Linked DNA regions of Zea mays: region 1 is linked to region 2. A link is a contact called in public Hi-C data. All regions are on one chromosome and are shown on one strand. Each heading gives the region's core, a stretch centred on a gene start, on an enhancer-like site or on the middle of the called end of the contact. The rest is flanking DNA. Distances are from core to core; before and after follow the strand shown.

Region 1 (6,254 bases), core at 9-2,508, 210 kb after region 2:
TGCCATTTCCCTTTTAAGATGTTTATAAATACCAGAAAATGATGATCACCAGTATATTCTCACATACATAATCTAAAATTACAAAAAGAAGGCAGTCAAAGTCAAACACGTGCAGTTGCACACAAATACCAAGCTCTAATAGCATAAAGCAATAAACATCTACACATAGGACAACCCAAACTTCTGAAATGCATTACAAACAGTTCCTTAAACTCCTAGTTTGACTGGAAGCAAACAAATAGTATATAAATTAATCACATGGGTCTCTGAATTGGGCATCATGACAAACAAACTTTTGCTCCTGCAAAACTTTAAGGCGCTCCACCCACAAATCCCAAAACCCTAACATCAACGCCATTAGAAACCATTACATTCGATATCCAAATCTAGACCTAATAAACCCTCCCCTCCAACGATGGAAGTTGACCAACCAAAGCCAAAGAGTTCAGATTAGTGCCCCTATAACTTAAGTGGTTACTGAATTGGAAATGCAAAATCTGTTGCCCCTGTGAAACTCAAAGCAATCTCCAGATCAGTGTCCTACTCATCCACTCACAAGAATCACAAATGCTCAACAATCACATGAACCGATCAAAAAATCACTAAAACTTCACATCTAAATCCAGCAATTAATCTAATAAACTCTCTCCTCCGAAAACAAAGCCAAGTGTCCAACATTTAAATGTAACTAGTAAAAGGTAAATTAACACGCGAACCCTGTGGAACTTGAGGAGCTCGAGGATGGCGAGGACGATGTCGTTGACGTAGCAGAACCCGGAGGCCTCGCTCTTCTTGGCGTGGTGGAGGCCGCCCGCCCAGTTGACGGTGATGTCGGCGTCCCCGCGGTTAAGCTTGACGGCGGCGCCGATGCTTCCCCCAGCGGAGGCCTGGCAGAAGGGGAAGAGACCGTCGAACACGGGGCAGTCCTCACCGACGTTAAAGCGCTTAATGGCGCGCGGGTCGAGGACACCCGGGTTTCCGGTGGCGGACGCGAGGAAAGCGACGTAGTCGTCGGAGTGGAAGCGGCGGATGTCGGCCTCAGAGGCCGGGTAGGGGCGGGAGAGCTCGAGGAGGCGGTGGAGGCCGTAGTGGACCACCAGCGAGTGCGCCATTCGGATGCGGTGGGGCTTCATCGGGTGACCTTGCCCGTAGTAGTAGTCTCCGATCGACGGCTCGTAGAAATAGCTGACGCGGCGGCGGTGCGCATCCTCCCCGCCCGCCGGAGACGGCAGCGACGCGCCCTCACCAGAAGCCGCCATTCCGCCTGAGATGGTTGAAGGTCCTCACAAAGATAGTCAAGTTGCGGCCGAGGCGGTTTTCTTTATAATTTCGGGGTTTAGGCAATCGGCACTCATCGTACCCTAAATTTCTATTTAAAAAAAAATATTTGGTCTGCGTCATTAACATTTTGAAATACATTTATTCAAACTCTTGCATCTACAACTACTTCATAGGTCATGTTTAAGATACGTCCAACTTCAGAAAATCTGATAGAGTTAGTGGAGCAGATCATTAGATACTCTAAAAATCGTAAAACTGTAGTTGTGTTTAAAAGGCATTTAGATAAGTAATTTTGTTTATTATTTAGATCAAAACTATTTTTAAAACTATTTAAATTTATATTATAAACTACATTTCAACACTAGAACTGGAACTGTAGCCATCCCAAACATCTCAACCATGTGCAATGTTTATTATTTAGATCAAAACTATTTTTAAAACTATTTAAATTTATATTATAAACTACAGTTCAACACTAGAACTGGAACCTGTAGCCATCCCAAACATCTCAACCCTATGTAAACTGTCACATTTTTATCAATATATATATCAACACATCCACCGCAAGTCCCACCACCCACCTGCTTTGTCTTTGTCTCGGTTGCGACACCGTGAAAGAGAGTGTGTGATGGTATCGAACACCATGGACTCCACATTTGGGGTACAGGAGGGCCTACTGGAGAATGCAGTAGCACATGTAGTACTCCAGTGCACCAATATTTACCGTAAAATGTGACTACAATTGGCTTTGGAGTAGACGAGTGCGAACAGCCTTAGAACAACTCCAACCGACAGTGTAAAACAACCCAATAGCGTTTCTAGGGGAAAATAGTTGTTGCCCCTCCAACAGTCCCCCTTCTTCTCCTCAATAGCTTCACGTCTCGCATCCGTTGGCTTTGGTCTCGCAAATTTCCATGTCACGAGATTTCCCCTAATCGCCCTACCGCGTGTCCTTAGTTGCTTCCCACGTTTTTGCCTCGCATGTAGTACTAGTGGTGGTAGAAGGCGGAGAGGCTCGAGCGGCGGTGGAGGAGGCGGTAGAGGCTTGTGCGGCGGTGGATGAGGCGGAGGAAGAGGCTTGTGCGGTGGTGGAGGTGGCAGCGTCAGATACCGATCGCACGCTCTGGTTCTTCAAATATGTCGACGCCTTTCATCGGAAGTAGGATTCCCTAAAGGCAGATGGTTGGCGCTGGATCCATCGACTGCGACGGTGGAGGCGCTTTGCAAGCAACAAACCAAGGTGGAGGACCTTCCCGCCCTTTGCTGCCAGGACTTGACAGGGTTGTCGTAGATCCATTTGCATCATCCACGTTTGGAAGCAACGATGGCTTCTCTACATCCTTCGACAAAGCTGCAAATGGAATGAAACTTGTCCATTTTCCTTCGATTAATTTTCTGTGTTAAACTTTATGGTTACTATGAATTGGTTGTTATGTTGATTGCTTAGTTCTTGACTCAATAGATGAAGAAGTCTTGGATAAATGCCATGAATTCATTTGAAACAATATATATTTCTGTTGCCACTATGAATGCAGCTTATATAAGCTTAGCTTGCCTTGCTGCATGAACCTACATTGGTGGTAGATGCATTACTGATGTTCTCAAACTTCACTGCAATGCAAATGGTTCAGTGGGATATGTTGGAATAATCATATTAGCTTTAGCATACCATTACTATTGGGACATGTTGGCTTAGTGGGACTCAATATTAACCTTTAGTGGGATCTGTTGGAATAATCATATGAACATGTGCCAAGTAAAGTTCAACCGACAAGCTTTTAGTGGCTGATGGTTTAGACAGTCCTATCCTCAACCAAGCTATTTTCATATCATGATCTTCTTCCTTCTAGTAAGCTTTTGTGACTCCCTCTTTAGTAGCCTTTTGAGAGCACCTAGAGGGGGGATGAATAGGTGATCCTATAAAATTCAACACTAATAGCCACAAAAACTTGATTATGAAAGTTAGAACGGCTAAGTAGCTTGAAACCAGTTCTTGTGAACACAGATAATCAAATAGAAAGCACACAAGAGACACGCGATTTTATCCCGTGGTTTGGCCAAGTAACACTTGCCTACTTCCACGTTGTGGTGTCCCAATGGACGAGAGTTGCACTCAACCCCTTTCAAGTGATCCAATGATCAGCTTGAATACCACGACTTTTCTTCCTTATCTCTTTTTCCCGTTTGCGAGGAATCTGCACAAGTTGGAGTCTCTCGCCCTTACAACAAAGATCACAATGAAAGCACAAGAGTAAGGTTGGGGAGCAACGCACACACACACGCACACAAGCCAAGACTTGAGCTCAAAATGAAGCACAAAGAGTTCACAACTAGAACGAAGCTCAAATCACTAACACAATCGAGCAAGTGCGCGGAGATGGAGTGTGGGAGACTTAGAATGCTTAGTGAATGCTTGGGTAGCTCCTCCATGCGCCTAGGGCCCCCTTTTATAGCCCCAAGGCAGCTAGGAGTCGTTGGAGGCCAACAAGGAACGCCAAAGTTGCCTTCTGTCGGGTGGCGCACCAGACAGTCCGGTGCACCACCGGACAGTCACTGTAGACAGTTCGGTGCGGATCTCCTTCCTTTTCTGGCGCAGACGACCGTTGTAGATTCGTGGCAGTTGGCGCACCGGACACTGTCCGGTGCACACCGGTCAGTCCGGTGCCCCTGCCGACCGTTGGCGCGGGCCACGCGTCGCCCGCGGATTGCGCGGCCGACCGTTGCGCTGGCGACAGTTGGCTCACCAGACAGTCCGGTGCACCACCGGACGGTCCGGTGAATTATAGTCGTACGCCGTCGATTTTTCCCGAGAGTGGCATGTTCACCGGAAGCCAGCCTGGCGCACCGGACACTGTCTGGTGCACCACCGGACAGTCCGGTGTGCCAGACTGAGCTGGACTTCGGCTGTACACAACCTAGTCACTTGCAATCCTTTTCTTCTTTTCTTTTCTCTGTTTCTAGCACTTAGACAATATATGTTATTACTCAAAACAATGTACTAAGTCTAGAAATGTACCTTGTTACATGATTTGCACCTTTTGCTTGTTTGGCACATAATATCTCACTCACTATGTGTTGGACACTTAATCACCAAAACATTATAGAAATGGCCCAAGGGCACATTTCCCTTTCAATCTCCCCCTTTTTGGTGATTTATGCCAATACATCAAAAAGCAATGCAAAACATGCAACATTGATTCAAATTGAAGACCAAATTGTTTTTGATTCTAATTTGGCATATTTGGATCATTCTTTGCCACCACTTGGTTTGTTTTTGCAAATCAAATTTATTTTCCTATCTCTAAGTCAAACACACTTGTTTAGACACAAAGAGAGATATTCCAATGGAAAAATTGATCAAGTGCCAAAAACTCCCCCTTTTTCCCATAATCATAAATTTTCCCCCACAAGAGGCCAAATTTTGCAATAAGAGTATTTTGGACAGATCAAAAATCCTAACTCTACTACAAAATTCTCAAGTGGTAGCTGATCCATTTGCTTTGACCTTAATTTCTCCCCCTTTGGCATCAAGCACCAAAACGGGATCATTCTTGGCCCTTTAACCCCATTGCCTCACCAAAATTGTCAATTAAGAGCAAAAAGGCAATAAGATCATAAGAATGAACTTGGAGGTGAGTACACTAATACTGGAGTGCAGTGGAAGTCTTTGCATGGTCCAAGTTCACCTTTTCCCTTTCAATGCACCTTTGAGACTACATCAAGTAACTCAAACACAAGGGTTAGTCTCAAAGGGTCAAGTTGTAGCACTTCTCCCCCTAAATGTGTGCATCATTCACACATGGACTTTTGAGATCCGAGGATCCCTTGCACAACTTGAGCACCATAAATACGCAACAAATTGCATAAATGTATAAGTAACATGATCAAAGGCATAAAACACATGTATGCTATAGATCAATCCAAGTTACGTGAATCTAAGACATTTAGCTCACTACGCAGCCTGCAAAAGGTTTTCTCATCTAACGACTTGGTAAAGATATCGGCTAGCTGGTTCTCGGTGCTAATATGGAAAACATCGATATCTCCCTTTTGCTAGTGGTCTCTCAGAAAATGATGTCGGATGTCTATGTGCTTAGTGCAGCTGTGTTCAACAGGATTATCCGTTATGCAGATTGCACTCTCATTATCACATAGGAGTGGGACTTTGCTCAGATTGTAGCCAAAGTCCCGGAGGGTTTGCCTCATCCAAAGTAGTTGCGCGCAACACTGTCTTGCGGCAACATACTCGGCCTCAGCGGTGGATAGGGCAACAGAGGTTTGTTTCTTTGAACTCCAAGACACCAGGGACCTTCCTAGGAATTGGCACGTCCCTGATGTACTCTTCCTATCAACCTTGCATCCAGCATAATCGGAATCTGAATATCCAATTAAGTCAAAGGTAGACCCCTTTGGATACCAGATCCCGAAGCAAGGCGTAGAAACTAAATATCTAAGAATCCGCTTAACGGCCACAAGGTGACATTCCCTTGGGTCAGATTGAAATCTAGCACACATGCATACGCTAAGCATAATATCCAGTCTACTAGCACATAAATAAAGTAATGACCCTATCATAGACCGGTATGTATTTTGATCAACGGACTTACCTCCTTTGTTGAGGTCGACATGTCCGTCGGTTCCCATAGGTGTCTTCGCGGGCTTGGCGTCCTTCATCCCAAACCGCTTGAGAAAATCTTGAGTGTACTTCGTTTGGGAGATGAAGGTGCCGTCCTTGAGTTGCTTCACTTGGAACCCAAGGAAGTAGTTCAACTCGCCCATCATTGACATCTCAAACTTTTGAGTCATCACCCTGCTAAACTCCTCGCAAGACTTTTGGTTAGTAGAACCAAATATTATGTCATCGACATAAATTTGGCACACAAAAATATCACTGTCACAAGTCTTAGTGAAAAGAGTGGGATCGGCTTTCCCAACCTTGAAAGAATTAGCAATTAAGAAATCTCTAAGGCATT
Region 2 (7,036 bases), core at 1,620-4,119:
CATGTTCCCCAGGCTCGCCGGAATTGTGCCTGTGAGGCTGTTGTACGAGAGATCAAGGAATATCATGCTCCCACTTTGGTTGAAGGTGTACACTGTCATCCCAGTGTATATCCTCGTGGAGGCACACGAGTGCACAGCAGGGAACTGGGCCAGCCGCTCCGGACGGATGTCAAAGAACTCGAACAGCACTCCAGCACCTGGGCAGATGTTGCCAGCCTCATTCCTCAGGAACGCGAACTGCTTCCCAGAAACCATGCCTCCAGTGATGAGCCCTGCCTGTGCTGCTAGCTGCGGCGGTATCGCACCGGAGAAGTTGTTGCTGTTGAGATCAAGCCAGATGAGGTTGCTGCAGCGACCAAGCTCTGCTGGCACAGGACCAGAGAGTGAGTTCCTGTGCAGCTGTAGAATGGCGAGCTTCTGGAGGTTCCCGAAGCCGGCGGGGACACTCCCGGTCATGCTGTTGCCGGCAAGTGACAGCCATATGAGATTCACGCACCTGGTGATGGAGACAGGGATCACTCCGGTTATGTTGTTGTAGCTTATGACCAGTGTCTTCAGTGCTGTGCTGTTGGAGCATAGCGTGTCTGGTATCTCACCGGAGAGACTGTTTGCCCACATGACCAAATCAACAAGCTTAGGAAGCAACAGTACTTCAGGCGTGATCGGACCAACCATGAGGTTGAAGCTGAGGTCCAGTGACTCCAGATTACTGCAGTTGCCGAGTGAGGGCGGCACGGTTCCATTGATGTAGTTGTTGGGTAGGAGCAGCTTTCTGAGTGATGGCAAAGATGAACACAGCTCGGGCATGATCTCTCCTTCCAGCATGTTAGACCCGAGATCAATGACTTCAAGCAAAGGGCAGCCAGCTGCTAGCGTGGGCAGAGGATTTGTGCCTGTGATATTGTTGAACGGCAGCCTCAGCACACGCAGAGAAGAGATCTTGCTGATCACAGTGATCACAAAGTCACCTGACAGCTGGTTGCTACCCAGATCGAGCACCTCAAGCGATCTGCATCCTGAGAAGCTCGCTGGCAAACCGCCAACCAATTGGTTGCTTGACAAGTCTAGCTGAACCAGCGTTCCGCACAGGAGGCTCAGCTCATCCGGGATTTCCTCGGTGAAGTTGTTCCCGGCAAGTCCGAGTCGCCGCAATGCTCGGAAGCCCCCCAGGAACTCCGGTACTCGGCCCGACAGAATCTTGTTCCCAGACATGTCTAGTTCCCTGAGGTGGTGGCAATTGGCAAGACTCGGTGGCAACCCTATGGTGGCGCTCAGTCTGTTGTACGAAAGATCAAGCACGGAGAGATTTGCACAGCCACCAAACTGATACCTGGAGATGTCCCCGGAGAAGTTGTTCCCAGCGATGCTCAGGCGTGTCAAACTGGCCGGCGCCGTGGCCAAGAGCCTGCCGGGGAGGGCGCCGGACATGAGGTTCCCTGAGAGATCAAGAACAGAAACCTGGCTGCACTGCGCGAACCGTGGTGGGAGCTCTCCGGTGAGCTGGTTGGCCGAGAGGTTCAGGTGCCGAATGCCGTGGCAGGCACTCAGGGAGTAGTTCAGCAAGCCGGCGTCTGACAGCTCGTTCCTGGACACGTCGAGCGTCCGCAGCGACGACGCGAACGGGAAGCCGCCTCCGCCGGTGAAGGTGTTGCCGGACAGGTTCAGCAGCCGCAGGCTGCTGCAGGACGCCAGGAACGCCCGGGGCAGCGTCCCGTTGAGAGCGTTCGACGACAGGTCCACGTCCACGAGCGCGCACCGCGGCGGGGCCCGGTGGGTGAGGTCGCCGTGGAAGGCGTTGCCACCGAGGAGGACGCTCCGGAGCGCCGGGAGCGCGAGCAGCTCGTCTAGGTGGAGGCGGCCGACGAGGGACATGCCGCTGAGGTCGAGCGCACGGACGTGGCCGCCCACGCACGAGACGCCGGCCCACTCGCACGGCGAGGCGGAGCCGGAGGTCGAGTTGGGCTCCGCCCAGCTCGCGAGCCTGCCGGCCTGGTCGGCGGCTACGGAGGCGCGCTTGAACGCGAGCAGCGCCGCTGCCTCGTCGCCTGTCCCGGCAGCAACCGCGCGCGGCGACAGGTGGAGCAGCAGCAGCAGCATAAAGACCGGCGCCGCCGTACGAGCGGCGCCCATGGATGCCTTCTTCCTGCTGTCCAGATGATGGGGAGAAGGAGAAGACCATAAATTGGCGCTCTGCTCTGCTCTGCGTCGCTTCACATCGAAGCGGGGTTAATCCTGAGGGAATTCGAGTGCGCCTGCATGCGAAAGAACCGAATTTGTTTTTTATTTAAATAATCAATATCCTCCGCCCGGAATCATTTGAACACTTCGTGAAATTTTGAGATAGAAAATACACGTAGCTACGTGAGTGCAAAGCAAAACCGATATGCAATTAACTGCTCAACTATGAGCAAGTAAGTCTGCCCGCAATCTGTTCGATAGAAATGCTAGCAAGACAAAACCAAATGGAAGTTATTTATGTATACTTGTTATCTTATATAGAAAAGAAAAGAAAAGAAAGGTGAGACAGATACAGAATTCCAACCTTGGTTCGGTTCAGTAATTTCTTCGTGGCCGTAAACCGCATCAAGAGCACATCATTTCATAGGCGGCCAAGGGGTGGAACTCCTCGCCGTCGCCGTTGCGGTTGGAGAGCCGGACACGGGGCCACAAGGTGGGGTGGAGGGGATGAGCAACCAGGAAAACACTGGTCGATCGCGAGCAAAGCAGGCTGCTGTGCCGGCCGGACGAAACCAAAAAATAAAAATGACCCGGAAATGGAGCAGGAGTAGTCGGGATGATTTGGCAAGATTCCGACGAAGATGTCGGGGCAGATTTGGAACTCTGGTGATATTCTTTGTTTTTGTTTTGCGTGCGCATGCCGGGCTCGTGGTGCGGTCAAACTTGGACCCGACCTCTTTAGCCTTTTGCTGTGTGCGGTCGCTTTTTGTACCATTTGCATCGCAAAAGCCAGCCTTATTTACTATACTGTAGTTTTTCTAGGAACCAACACAAGGCGTGCCCGAATTTGGGTCTACGGGCAAGTGCACAAGTATTTCCAACCCTGTCACATAAATGCGATGAAACTATGAATTAAAAATGTCTCTCAATACTATTTTATGTTACTATTTTATAGGATAACATATCAATTAAATGTCGCAACTCAATGGCTAATAGAAGTTAGTAATTATATTTATATGAAATAAATCAATCTTAATGGATGTTTCATATAGTTTCTAAGATCTTGGAAACGAGTTGACATAGTTTCATCTCTATAAAACTAATTTTATCCCATAAAACTCAATCCTCTTAAATATGATGCCATGTTTAAAAATCTGATGATGTGGCACACTATTAAATATGAATAAAACCATCGTTAAAAATAGCCTAAACTACCATGTATCACTAAATTTTTAGTAAGTTTTAACGACGTGTTAATAGGATGAAAACAAAAGGTCAAGACAGACTCTTTCCTGTTTTAGTTTTTTGTATTTTACTAAGATGAGTATCTGTGCGGTTGCAATGGGAGAATAATACCTCGTACGTATTGATTCATGCTGTACAAAATCAACTAAACAAAAAAAGAACTATATAAAACCTACTGTGGTTCTATTGTTTTCTTTCTTACAGCATCATATACATATGGGTGTATTTATTCAAATAAAATTTATAGCATCACTTGGGATTGCTTGCTATGATACTAACTGTATATCAGATACAATATAATCACTATCATCACGTTCCAGGGTCCATCTAATACAATAAGGGTTGGTTTCGTGACAAGGGAATAGCAAAGGATTTCCTACCCATGTATCTTCTTCAATTCACTTGTCACCGAACCAGCCCTAAATAAGAGAGAGGCAAAACTGGACAGTGACGATGAACTAAGGGTACGAATTTAAAGTTCTCTATAACATATGTTCTACGATAGGATGCAATTGCAGTGAATAATGCAATGCATCCACGCTGGGTAAAGCAAACTTCAACAGGTGCTTAATATCCTTCTATATTGATTCCTTCTATATTGATAGGAATAAAGATTTTAACAAAAAATAGTCTTCAATGTTTTTTAGTAAGATATTTAAATATTATGGAGAGTAGGGCTGATTCTCTAGAGCGTGTACAAATTGGAGAGAAAGAAAGTATAGAGTAATTTTTATTCATATGGCTCTCCAAACAAGATTTAGAAAGCGAGTTTAAAAAAGACTCTTGAAAATGCTCTTAATATTAAAGATCTTTTCTATAACTGGAGTGGAACTCGTCTATGATTAGCTAGTCCATGGCACGTGTAGTCATTATAGTAAGGAACATTAAAATTTAATATACTGGAAGATCATTAACTTATATGATTGTTTCAGTTAGATTTATGTAATACCAAGGTTTTAAGTACCTTATGAAACCTTGACCTTGCTAAGTCATTCATAGTTTGTGATGCATCATTCATATATAGTGCACATATGACATCTATCCATAGTTTGTGATCTTGTAATCAACTAAAAAAATATCACTTTGAGGAAGTAGATTTTGAAATTCTGATTAAACACTTGAAAATATGCCCAAATAAACGTTGAAGTGCAACATGTGTACTTTACAATCGGTGACAACGTTGGGCAATAAGTTAAGACCAAACACGTTTGTGTTGGACCTTGGTTGAACCCAGTGTTGTTGTTGTTTTTTTTTCAACACAGCCAAAAAGTGATGGTCAGTTCTGAAAGTCGATCTTTGGAGCTTAATCAACCAACTTTTCATGGATGAACCTTGTTCAACTTTGATACAGATTCAAAGCCGAAAGTTTGGACTCTGCTAACGTACCTTTTGTATCTGACGTTTGAACACTAATTAGCCTCCCTTTAATTGGTTGAGCTTAAACTGTTTCAAAAAACTAGGAAACTGAATTCAGTTCTCAGTTTTGCCAAAAACTTGGAGCAAGTGTATCCTGCAAACCTTTGATCTCTTATTGTTACTCCTTGAAGCAAAGTTGTAGCTCTCTCCCCTCGCTGTTAAAACGCCTCGCCGCCGGCAGCCCTCCCTCTTTTCCCTGTTTCCAACACCATCCACAAAATTTCACGTGCGACAAAATTCACCGTCACTGCTGGTTCACCACCATCCAATTTCCTTTCGCCCATCCCAGTCCCAGCAGCTCTTGACACCGGGTTTGCCCACCACGATCATCATCCGCCATCGCAGCCGCAAGCGCCCTCGCCATGGGCAGCTGTCTAGGCGTAGTTTCTCTCCGTCTTCTCCGCGTGGAGCTCACCGGCTCGGTTGTTTCACCGTGGGTGCACAAAGACGCGCCATAAAGCATCTCTTCCTTGTCGTCGTCGACGCCACCACCCCCACCGGCTCCGGCTACGTCCACGGCGGTGGCTGGCTGTCGGACTGGCTTTGGGAAGAAGGGATTGTTGTCTGGGGACAGTTCCAGAACATACCCAAATCAAAGTACGAACCAAACCAAACCAAGCCAAATGATCCAGGTATATATTTATGGTGACACCAATGAAGTAACGTGTGGATACATTCCTTACAGCCCAGCCTTTTTTTTATTTGGTTCTTCACTAGACTCGCCATTTTGGCTTGGCTTACTGTCAGCAACCGAACAAACCTGGAGACTCCACACAAGATTATTGCAACACGCAAGAACGGTGAACGGATTCCATTCCCTCCAATACGACCTTCTAACTAAGACACCCAACCCTTAACACCCCAGAACTCACTTAATCCATACTTACTCCAGCTATTCCAAGCACTAACAACAACAACAACAAAAAAAACCAGTAGTAGAGCAGCAACACAACACCACGGCACCGCAAAACCTTGACAGACTACGAGGGGGCACCAAGGTAGGAAGACAGGCGCAGTATGTCGCAGAAGACGCCTCCTGCAGTCACTTCTGCACCAGCCCCCGGACCTCGCACGATCAGTGGCTGATCCTTGTACCTCGAGGTGGTGAAGGCTATGATGTTGTCGGAACCAGATAGCTGCGCGAACGGGTGGTCCCTCTTGTAGGCTCGCAGCTCCACCTGCCCCTTCTTGTTGACCACATCCACCACTCCAACATACCGCAGGACCTAGATACAGAGATGGATCAGTGGATTCTTGTATAATTAAGATTCTGGAAACATATCTGGAGATGTGAGATGTGCTATTGGCAAAGGTCAGGTCAGTAGTTACTGAAAGATTAGCGTTAAGTGGTCACATGTCAAACGGTAATACTTTATGTTTGCAAATGCTTCCCAGGAGAGAGAGAAAAACTACACCGGCCATTTATGTACCAACCCTAACAGAACTTGCCCTGATTGGCCTGTAGTGAGTGATGTGCAAGTGGAGACATGATTATATGCACATTTTCCTAAGGCATACTCTTGACCATTTCATGAAAAGAATGAGAGAAAGTAGTACACTCACTTCTCCCGCAGCTTCAGCATTTTTCCTCTCTCTTGCCCAATCCTCGTCAAAAGATGGTAACTTCTGCATGTATTCATCGGCTGAGGTACATGACTGCATTAAAAAAGGAACAGTTAGAAGTATTTGTACAAAAAAAAAACATACTCCCTTTGTCTAGATTATAGTTTTCTCTAACTTTGACCAGTTTTATAGAAAAATGCATCGACATCTAAAATACCAACTAGTATCATTAAATTTTCTATGGAATGTCTTGATAGTGCATTTATTTGAACTTCTAGATGCTAATAGGTTTTTTTCCTATAAATTTAGTCAAATTTAGAGACTTTGACTTAGAACAAAGCTAAAATGAGTTATACGTAAATTGGAAAGGAGGGAGTGGCTATAACTCACTCCATTCCAAATTATAAGTCGTCTTGAGGTGTTTTCGGTTTGGTGGATATCCCTGTATGGGAGATGGCGGTCCATAGACAAGCGACATTTGATTCGTAGACGACATGGACAAGGATATGCACCACAAAGTAAATGTTCTCTATATATATGTTGGATAAGCAATCTCGTAAAAATCTTATAAACAAGCCTATGCCTATCCATGTTTTCTAATGTTGATAATTAGTAAATAAATTAAGCATTATTA

The links. Hi-C and Micro-C count contacts between places; a contact is called where the count stands out from the background.
Region 1: a contact with region 2 is called in a Hi-C map of ear, with 2.0 times the contacts expected there. The contact joins the promoter of HDA108 here to the promoter of LOC103653350 in region 2. A contact is called at or near these places in 2 of 25 Hi-C or Micro-C datasets (ear and tassel).

What each region holds. Positions count from the first base shown.
Region 1 is chr4:68,670,588-68,676,841 of Zm-B73-REFERENCE-NAM-5.0, forward strand. It overlaps HDA108 (histone deacetylase 108), which reads right to left and starts at 1,259. Exons shown (of 6, transcript NM_001111431.1): 1 at 717-1,259. The coding sequence starts at 1,259.
Region 2 is chr4:68,459,553-68,466,588 of Zm-B73-REFERENCE-NAM-5.0, forward strand. It overlaps LOC103653350 (brassinosteroid LRR receptor kinase BRL3), which reads right to left and starts at 2,870. Exons shown (of 3, transcript XM_020552551.3): 1 at 2,543-2,870; 2 at 1-2,252. The coding sequence starts at 2,130. AKHSDH1 (Bifunctional aspartokinase/homoserine dehydrogenase 1, chloroplastic) reads right to left here. Exons shown (of 19, transcript NM_001111855.2): 18 at 6,403-6,495; 19 at 5,439-6,065. The coding sequence ends at 5,820.